Regions from separate parts of the Mus musculus genome. Here region 1 is linked to region 2. The links are chromatin contacts, called in public Hi-C maps. All regions are on one chromosome and are shown on one strand. Each heading gives the region's core, a stretch centred on a gene start, on an enhancer-like site or on the middle of the called end of the contact. The rest is flanking DNA. Distances are from core to core; before and after follow the strand shown. Region 1 overlaps Tnfsf11 (tumor necrosis factor (ligand) superfamily, member 11). Region 2 overlaps Enox1 (ecto-NOX disulfide-thiol exchanger 1).

Region 1 (4,943 bases), core at 493-2,992, 790 kb before region 2:
AACCCTTCCCTGCTGGATCCGGATCAAGATGCGACGTACTTTGGGGCTTTCAAAGTTCAGGACATAGACTGAGACTCATTTCGTGGAACATTAGCATGGATGTCCTAGATGTTTGGAAACTTCTTAAAAAATGGATGATGTCTATACATGTGTAAGACTACTAAGAGACATGGCCCACGGTGTATGAAACTCACAGCCCTCTCTCTTGAGCCTGTACAGGTTGTGTATATGTAAAGTCCATAGGTGATGTTAGATTCATGGTGATTACACAACGGTTTTACAATTTTGTAATGATTTCCTAGAATTGAACCAGATTGGGAGAGGTATTCCGATGCTTATGAAAAACTTACACGTGAGCTATGGAAGGGGGTCACAGTCTCTGGGTCTAACCCCTGGACATGTGCCACTGAGAACCTTGAAATTAAGAGGATGCCATGTCATTGCAAAGAAATGATAGTGTGAAGGGTTAAGTTCTTTTGAATTGTTACATTGCGCTGGGACCTGCAAATAAGTTCTTTTTTTCTAATGAGGAGAGAAAAATATATGTATTTTTATATAATGTCTAAAGTTATATTTCAGGTGTAATGTTTTCTGTGCAAAGTTTTGTAAATTATATTTGTGCTATAGTATTTGATTCAAAATATTTAAAAATGTCTCACTGTTGACATATTTAATGTTTTAAATGTACAGATGTATTTAACTGGTGCACTTTGTAATTCCCCTGAAGGTACTCGTAGCTAAGGGGGCAGAATACTGTTTCTGGTGACCACATGTAGTTTATTTCTTTATTCTTTTTAACTTAATAGAGTCTTCAGACTTGTCAAAACTATGCAAGCAAAATAAATAAATAAAAATAAAATGAATACCTTGAATAATAAGTAGGATGTTGGTCACCAGGTGCCTTTCAAATTTAGAAGCTAATTGACTTTAGGAGCTGACATAGCCAAAAAGGATACATAATAGGCTACTGAAATCTGTCAGGAGTATTTATGCAATTATTGAACAGGTGTCTTTTTTTACAAGAGCTACAAATTGTAAATTTTGTTTCTTTTTTTTCCCATAGAAAATGTACTATAGTTTATCAGCCAAAAAACAATCCACTTTTTAATTTAGTGAAAGTTATTTTATTATACTGTACAATAAAAGCATTGTCTCTGAATGTTAATTTTTTGGTACAAAAAATAAATTTGTACGAAAACCTGCCTGGTGCTTTTTGTTCTTGTTCGCTTTCGTGTGGGTCTTGCTCTGCGATCCTGTTCTTTCCAATATGATAATGTGGCTTCTATCTTTCTCCAAAGGTTACTGGGAGAAGTGCAGATTTAATTAAAAACTAGGAACAGATTCAATTAAATTAATGAACCTTGGAATTTGAAAAATAATTTGCAGGGGATTTGTATGCAAGGATGTAGCCAGAGAGAAAACAGACTTTTCACTCAAAAAAGGAAAAGTTTTCTCTCCTCAAATCATGAGAAAAATATGGTGCTTTGAGCTGGGGGGAAATTGGGGCTTGCTTTCCCTTACCGTAGTAAAGGGGGGCTCACTTTGGCCTGGACATGTTTCCTCTTGGAAATCAGTGTGGATGAGCTGTCTAAACCACGTCGATTACTCATGAAGGGCAGAGACCAGAAAACAGTCAGCTTGGGAAGGCACAGCAAGCCATTCTCTGAGATACTCGTCACTGGAAGATAAATGTTTTAGGATGATAACAACAGCCTAGAATAGAGGGAGGGATAGCAGATGTTACAGAGAAGAAACCGTAAATTTTAAACAGCGGAGCTATCACGGTGGGACTCGATGGTGTTGGCCACATACACGGACTATTTTACATCTGTCAGTAAATCTGAGTCTGAACAGTGCAAAACGTGACTTGGGCACTGTGTATCCCGACAGCTGCTGCTTGTTTCAAGGAAGAATTTCGAGGAGCAGCCGAGTTTCTGCAGCTTCCGCAGACATAGAATTTTGTTGCGGCCTCATGAGCTACCCAGCTTAGAGCCTGCTCCAGCAGTTTCGGCTCGCTCATTTCATATTACTTTGTGCAGCGTCAGTGATGTGCTAGTTACAGTCCCAGGCACCATGGCTACGAAGGCAGGTCTCCCAGCCCCAGGCTCCTGTTCTAGCGCTGGTTCTGCTTATGTTAGATGTGGCAAGGAGCATGCGCTGCTTGATCCAAATCTTGGGAATCTCAGAGTCTAAAATGAAACCGCAGGAAATGGAAAGAAAGTACAATGTGGGCACAGAATATTCACTATTAATTTTTACTGAGGGGTAGCATGTTAGTTATTTTTGAACTGCTGTGATTAAAAATCTAAAGTGAACACCTTAGGGGAAGAGAGGTTTATTCAGGCTCAAGATTTTAGAGGTTTCGATCCTCCATGTTGGGGAGATGGCGGTGACAGCGGGGCGGTCAAGGAGCAGAAAGCATGCCCATACTGCAAGTGGCTCTGTCCCTCGGTCCTCTCAGGAAACGTCCATGCTGACATGCTGTGCCTTCCTGATCAGTCCAGACTAGCAGACCCTCAACATCGGCTATCCATCAAGAATAACCAACTTGCACTCTCCCAAAGATGCAGGGGCAAAGTGTCAGGATCGCCTGCGGTGATTCGTGGGGGCTGTCCAACATGTGAAAGCAACATGGCTTCACATGATGCCAAGAAGAACCTCCTTGGCAGCCCTGGGGGATTCAGCCACAGTGTGATGTGGAGGATAATGAACGCTACGCTATGGCACCTCAGGTCGGTTGGGGGAGGGGAGACAATGACTTAGTGACTTATTTAGAAATCAACCAGTGTTTTAAAGTGGGTAACGGCAGGGATGGGATATAGTGAGAGGCAAGAAGCCACCTCGCTTCCGGTCATGCCTCAGTTTGCCAGGCTCGGAGCAGCATCTTCTAAGTGGGTTTAAAATGCAGGCGGGAACACACAGCACGTCCCTGCTTCCTTCTCTTCCTTCTGCTTTGCTTTCCTGTGCATCTCTTTCTTGTGTCTGCCCCCTACGACTGAACCCTCCCATCCTCCGCCTGCCCAGACTCCCGTGTCTCCCATCGTCCTACTTTGCTTTCTGTTGCTATGACGGAAGCCGCAACAAAAGCAGCTAGGGAGGAAAGGGTTTATATGGCCTACATGTTTCAATTGCAGTCCATCGGAGAGGGAAGTCGGGGCAGGAGCAGAGGCAGAATCTGGAGGCAGACACTGAGGCAGAGTCCACAGTGGAGCACTGCTTACTGGCTAGCCTGTTTTCTGATACCACCCTGGACCTCCATCCCAGGGGTGGCACCACCCACAGTGACCTGGACCTTCCTGCACTAATCATTAATCAAGAGAATGTCCCACAGACCTACCCAGAGGATGATCCGATGGAGGTAACCCTCCAGTGGACGTTCCCTCTTCCCACATATGTCTAAGTCTGTGTCAGGTTGATACAATCTGGTCAGCATACTCATGGTCCTTAGGCTGTTGGGTCTCCTTGAGATGAACGTATGTCCCTAGAGTATGTCCCTGCCCCGTCACAGCTGACTCGGTGGGAGGCATGACAAAACAGTGTAGGAAACCTGTGTCTAGTGGAAGTAATGGATCTGAGCTGCTGGCTCCTTTTACCTGCAGCATGTCAGCCCTCTTAACCTGCCAAGTCTGGGGAAGGAGAGCATGCCAAGTCCCAGGTTATCTGTCTTCCTGAATCAATTTTTACAACCACACCAGGCCCATGCATCCAAAAACTGACATGAAGCGATTCTTACTTTAGTGTGTTAGCTTTCTCCAAACTGTCTCGCTTTTTGCCATTCATTTGAAAAGGAAAAAAAAAATTGCAATGGTATTTTGTCTACAGCTATAAAACAAGCATCCTTTTTTACTAATAACGCACTTATGGGAATTCTTTTGTTCTTTTTTAACTTTAAAGATTTACTGTGTGTGAGAGGGAATGAGAGAGAGAGAGAGAGAGAGAGAGAGAGAGAGAGAGAGAGAGAGAAGACGAATGCTCTGGAACCAAAGGGGGCCTTCTGATCCCCTGGAACTAGAGTCACAGGCCATTGTGAGCATCTTTACATGGGTGCTGGGAAGTAAATTCAGATCTCTGCTAAGTCACCTCTCCAGCCCTGTTTTTATTTTGGTAACTTGAAATTCTATTCGGGGCTCGGTACTACGGCATCTTAAACAACATTCCAGTTCTTTTGTTTTAATTAGAGATGGCCTGAGCCAGGAGCGTTGGCATCTGAGCACAGATGATGGGCATCCCAGATCAAGCAAAGAGCACAAATGGCTTCTCTTCCAGCTTTACTCAGACCGTCAGTGTATCAGATGCTGCCCGCCCACACTGGGGAAGACAGTCGTGACTCAGCTGATCAATTCCAGAAATACCCTCACAGACACACCCAGAAATAGTGTTTTCCTGTCTGTCTGGGAGTCCTATAGTTGTTCAGTGGATCTGCCTCATAAAACTAACTATCATGCGACATTAAGGACTCCGAGTCACCTGTAACATAACTTAGAAGAAGTTTGCTATTTTAGAAACCCAAACGCGCTTGGACAATGGCAATTTTACTTCTCAACTTGATGGGGGTTACCATGGAAACAAATCTCTGATCATGCCCCTGAGAGAGTATCTAGATTAGGTTTGTTGAAGTCAGACTAGACTTGAATGTGGGCAGTACGATTCCCTGGGCTGAGTTCATGCCCAGGTCGGCAGTACAGGAGTCATTAGGAGCGTCTGGTCCGTGGGGATGAGATAGAACAGTGAGATTCCATATTAACCCAGGTTTCACGGCTATTAGTACCAGCATCTGTTTAGCTCAGAGCATGTAACTCAGGAGGAAGACTGGCAGAATCATCAAAAATCATCCAGTCGCTGAATGTCTACCCAGACAACAGAGGGCGCCATGTGCCTGTGAGTCCTGGGCTACCCAGACACCAGGGGGCGCCATGTGCCTGTGAGCCTTAGACAGAGAGATA
Region 2 (5,043 bases), core at 376-2,875:
TTTCTCTATAGATTTCTTGGGATCTGAATTTATATCACATGGAGATTCCCTTGATAAATTAGCCTTCCACAGGGATAGACTTATTTTTAATCATTTAAAAATGTTTCTTTCTGCTGAATTGCCACAAGCCAAAACAGTGCCTAATAGTATATACATAAATCCTGCCTCTCCCACACACTCAAATTCACTGAATAGTCATTATGACTGTGACTGCATATGCATATATGCGTGCACACTGCATTTCTTATATCTCTACTTTCTGTACTTTTGATGATGATGATGTCTGTGGCCTTAAGGACCCTGGAGGAAACTAGTTCTCCTGGGGGTAGCCGGTTTCTCCAGACATCATAGGGTCACTTGGGAGCCACTCTACAGATGAGAACCCACAGACCAGGATCCCACCATCTCCCAAATGCTTTTGGCTCTGGGTTTCTCCTGCGCTAGGTCACAGTTCTGCCCCCACTATGCCGGAGCTAGATGAGGCATGGCAGGTAATTGCAGATGGTTCCTCACCCCTAAATCTGTTTAAATTATCTGGCCTAGCCAAGCCTACACCTGTCTTCTTTCCTGGGAAAGCACAATAAGGGTCCTTGCCTAGCGTTCCTCTCCTGAGAATGATAGAGTGCATCCCACCCCTCGCTCTGCCATGGCATGATATGCCCCCTCATTTGGGGACCCATGAGTAGCTAACCATCTTCAGGAGTCAGGCTCCATATCGTCTGCCCTTCCTATTCCTACATGATTACAATATATTAATAAGGAAAAACTAAATTCAGAAATGCAAATATATAAACATATCGGGCGATTCACTTAAATAAATATAATTCTCTATATCTTGAAGGAAAATGTAATCACCAGAAGTTACAGCTTGCTGCATCCAGAAGAAATAAGATGATGCTGACATTTAAAAGATTTGTAAGTACTTTAGCCTCTATCTCACTCAGCCCTGAGATTAGCTTAGGATCTGTGTTGTTGTTGTTGTTGTTTTATTTTTTCATGTGTGTGTGTGGTTATTATTGTTGACTTTTTAAAAAGGGTATCATTAATTCAAGGGACTAGTCATGATTCTTTTATTCTGCCATTAGAGATAATTAATCTCATACAACAAACACGTTATGGAGTTTGAATGATGCAGCCATGTAGATTTGTCAATTGTAGGCAATGTACGACTTTGCTGGGAGTATTAGTAATGGTGCGGGGTGGGGGTAGGCGTGTCAGTGCCTATCTGAGTACAGGAGTGCAGGGGACATTTCCCTACCTTCTGTTCAGTATCACTAAGAACTTAGAAGTGGTCTAGAAAAATAAGATCTTTCAAAAGGAAAGTAAGTAAATAAAATCATACCTGTACTTATGCATTCTTTTTAAAAAAAAATAGAAGGAGATAAGAAATCCTGCCCCCACTTTCCTCAGTTATAGCTTACATGGCACAGCTCCCTGCCTCGGAGCAGTCAGCGGAGTTTTCGACACAGTAGAAAATAGTTGTTCCCCTTTCGTTCATTCCAAAGCCATGGTTCATGTTGTTCCATGGCCCACTGGCCAGATGCCGCTCTGTTCTCTGTTGGAACACACCTCCAGCTGGGCTACGCCAGGCCTGATGGGGGCACGGCAGTTCTACAAACCCAAGCTGGGAAAATGACCTTTGGTAGACTCTCATAAGTCAGCTCTGAGGAATGTGCTGGGTGGTTACCCATTAGGGGTAACCGGTAAGGACAAGAGCCGGAGGCTGAAGTCTTAGTAAAGCAGGATTTGGCCAGAGAGACAAGAAGATGTCCACAGGAATGGTCCGGGCAGCTTCCAGAAGGCACTGGAGGGAGTCTCAGCCTATCAGCTGCTAACCTTGGCACTGGACCCTTCATAGGGACTTGACAGCCCAGGCAGCTGTCTTCATGAAGTTGGATGCACGCCTGCTGACTCAGGCTACAGAACCACTGCCAGGATGGCCATTCTGTAACAACCACATATTCTGTAATAGAAATACTAGCGCCCACTCAAGGCAATAGTAACGGTGCAAGAATAATTTTTCAGCTGCCATGAGAGAGGTTTTGAAACTGCTTACAGGCTGTGGAAGCATGCTTTTCAGAAATTAATACAGAATTTGAGAATTTTTATCAAAGGGGACAGGAGTGCTCGCCATGGCCCTACAGCTTCCCTTCAGGCTGCTGGTATTCACATTTGCTGCCTTGTGTGTACCCACTACTTCTCCACGCCTCCCTCCTTTCTGACTCACATCAAGGCCCACCTTCTCTGAGGCACCTTACATGATCAATTCTTGCCTCTCTAACTTCAGCATTCCCTAAGGTGTGGGATTTAACAGGGAACAGAAAACCATTATTTTAATTTTTAATAGTTAAATTTGCTCTGAGCCATGTGAAATTGCTGTTTCTGTGGATTTAAAAGCTAGCCAAATATTAGCGCTTTCATATAGTTCAACCTAGTATATGACAGAAAGAAATATATTTTAAAAGAAGGACTTCACCATTTGTATACAATGAGACAAAAAATGAGTACTTTAAAGGCACATGTAGAAATAAATAAGTAAACATATCTCTTGACCACACAGCTGTAGTAAAATTATTAAACTTGTATCCACTAATGGAATTGAACAGTGGCATTCTGACAACCAGTGTTCTGTGTTCCTTATATGTCCCATTTTGTATTCATGGTAGCCTGGGGTGGGAAGGATCTCTGTATTTGGGTCCTTCAGCTGGTTCTCAAAGCATAAAGAGGCAAGAAGCACTTAGCATAATCCCTACCAGGTTGGTGGGTGGGGATGGTGTTGTCTTACCAGAGAACATTGGTTGCTTTCCTTCATGTTCATTTGAATATGTGAAACTGATGGAACAGAGGGTGCTGTTCTGGCCAAAAGTCTATAATGTAGAGCAGAGTAGAACCCAGGTGTCCCTGGCGGCTTTGATGGGCACCCACTTCACCAGCGCTCTGCATTACAGTGACATGTGGGTATTGGCAGCTTAGGGGCTGGTGATCTGGGCTCCTGTTTTGTAGCACAATATGCATAGCCTCCCCTCCCTTCCCCCAAACACACACACTTTCCAGGCCCACTGAGAAAGGAGGCTGTGAAAAGCCATCTTCTTTGGTGATATCCTGTGACGATTGTCCTTTATGCCCCCATAGCAACCAACTTTAAGTTCTTTTTAAAACCAAGACCTTGAAAGTATAGGAGGGTAATGTTTTCCAATTCATTAGAAACTAAACTAAATTAACTTCCTGTATATTTTATCCTATTAAAAAAAAGACATAAAATAGTCATGGTGTTGGCACTTATAGGGCTTTTGTCAGATTAAAAAAAAAAAAAAACGGTCATTAAGAAATTAAATCCTGCATACTCGTCAGCCTTTACTTCCATGCACAGAATAATGGGTCTTAAAATACAGGCGGTTGGTCATGGGTCTTAAGATACCTGATATGAAAGATAAGCATCTGTTGTAGAAGTGCATGGCTGAGAGAGGACAACATTATTTTCATGTGTGGCACAAGGAAGATGCCAAGAGCAGGAAAATCTGGCAAATTCTGAAAGGATGCAAGAGTCCTTAGTGGGAAGAGACAGAGGAAGTGGGCTGGAGCTCTGGCAGGGACCAGGGACCAGGACCAGGCTGTGTGAAGCTGGCGGAGCACAGTGGAGGCGGGGCACCGTGGAGGTGGGGCACAGTGGAGGCGGGGCACCGTGGAGGTGGGGCACCGTGGAGGTGGGGCACCGTGGAGGCGGGGCACCGTGGAGGCGGAGCACCGTGGAGGCGGGGCACCGTGGAGGTGGGGCACAGTGGAGGCGGGGAGAGGATTTTCCTTTAGCAAGTTTACTCAGAGACCACTTTCACTGCGTGTATCTAACGACAATGGTACTTTTATTCTTTAAAATCTTGTTTTCCTCTTCAAAATTTTACTTTCAGAAAAATGTCAAGGGATTTTAATCCATGCATGCTAAATACAATGTTTTCTTATATAAAAATGGTGGTTTATCAACCAGAAAACTGAAGTAAACCTCTTTAGAGAAGATGGCTCAGAAAGATAAGGGGAGTCTTGGCAACATAAACACGCTCTTACCAGCTCATGAAATGCTAAACCTAGGGCTTACTGTTCATGGCGGAAAGAATATCACTGTAGAAGGAAAATAAAGCAAGCTTTTATAGCATGAGAAGGAATCTCAGAATTCATTAACCAAGAGACCAAAACAATACACAAAATATTGTGGTATATTTTAAGAGAGCTTTAAATAAAGTCACGGGGGACAGATTTATAGCACTCTCATTAAATCGGGACAGCAATGGCGGGGGTGTGTATATGATCCTTGGTGACAGGAAAGAAAGTATATTACTAGACTTTGTATTGACTAACTGCAAAACCCATCAATGACACGAGGGTGACAGGGCTCCTAGAGGAAAGGTACTGTGTAAGCTCGAGTTCCCGACAGAGAAGACAGACAGCGTTGCTCCTAATCAGACCCGAAGCACAGCCTAATGAAATGTGTTTGGGAAGTTCAGAGCAGCACGTGTGATGGCAACACAAACCAGCTCCACTAAGTTTAGGAGAGGATGGAAAATAAACATTTAATTACAGAACAAAGTAACCATATACAGAAGACAAGAGAATGAGTTATTCCAGACACAAGTCACTGCCTTACAGGAGCTGCTCTGTAGCATTCTGACCCCAAAAGCATGCTTGGTGGACAGAAATGATGCCGGTGGGGAGGGGATGGAGGAGGGAGGGGATAGTAAATAGGGATGTGGACAGAGTCCTCAGAGGAACAACTTAGGTGAGGCACAACTAAGTCCAGTAGGGTTGTTGCTCCAAAATCCAGAAATGAACATTGCAGGCAGTATGGGTAGATAAGATGTTTTAAAAAATAGTTTGAGGGCTGGAGACACGGTTCACTGGTTAAGAGCACTTTCTGCTTTCCCAGAGGGCTAGAGTTTGGTTCCCAGCAATCCCACCAGGAGGTTCAAACTACATGCAACTCCAGCTTCAGGAGGTAGGTTTCTTCTAGCCTCTGTGGATATCTATCTATACATCTAAGGCATACACGCAAGT

The links. Hi-C and Micro-C count contacts between places; a contact is called where the count stands out from the background.
Region 1: a contact with region 2 is called in a Hi-C map of cerebral cortex, with 3 times the contacts expected there. The contact joins two enhancer-like sites. A contact is called at or near these places in 5 of 484 Hi-C or Micro-C datasets (cerebral cortex, cortical neurons, myocytes and 2 more) and 2 of 115 datasets of contacts at active chromatin or transcription factors (SST interneurons and differentiating embryonic stem cells).

The regions. Positions count from the first base shown.
Region 1 is chr14:78,273,705-78,278,647 of GRCm38.p6, reverse strand. It overlaps Tnfsf11 (tumor necrosis factor (ligand) superfamily, member 11), which reads left to right. Exons shown (of 5, transcript NM_011613.3): 5 at 1-1,202. The coding sequence ends at 72. Among named protein-coding and RNA genes, the nearest start is that of Tnfsf11, 32 kb to the left of the region's middle. Within about 2 kb of position 1,742, at least 17 of the 459 cell types and tissues checked have an H3K27ac peak or open chromatin away from gene starts, as enhancers often do. A contact at or near this core is called in cerebral cortex, where this site is marked.
Region 2 is chr14:77,481,878-77,486,920 of GRCm38.p6, reverse strand. The region is part of intron 5 of Enox1 (ecto-NOX disulfide-thiol exchanger 1); the gene reads right to left. Gm6994 (predicted gene 6994) reads left to right here. Exons shown (of 6, transcript NR_033141.1): 4 at 842-915. Among named protein-coding and RNA genes, the nearest start is that of Gm6994, 22 kb to the left of the region's middle. Within about 2 kb of position 1,625, at least 59 of the 459 cell types and tissues checked have an H3K27ac peak or open chromatin away from gene starts, as enhancers often do. A contact at or near this core is called in cerebral cortex, where this site is marked.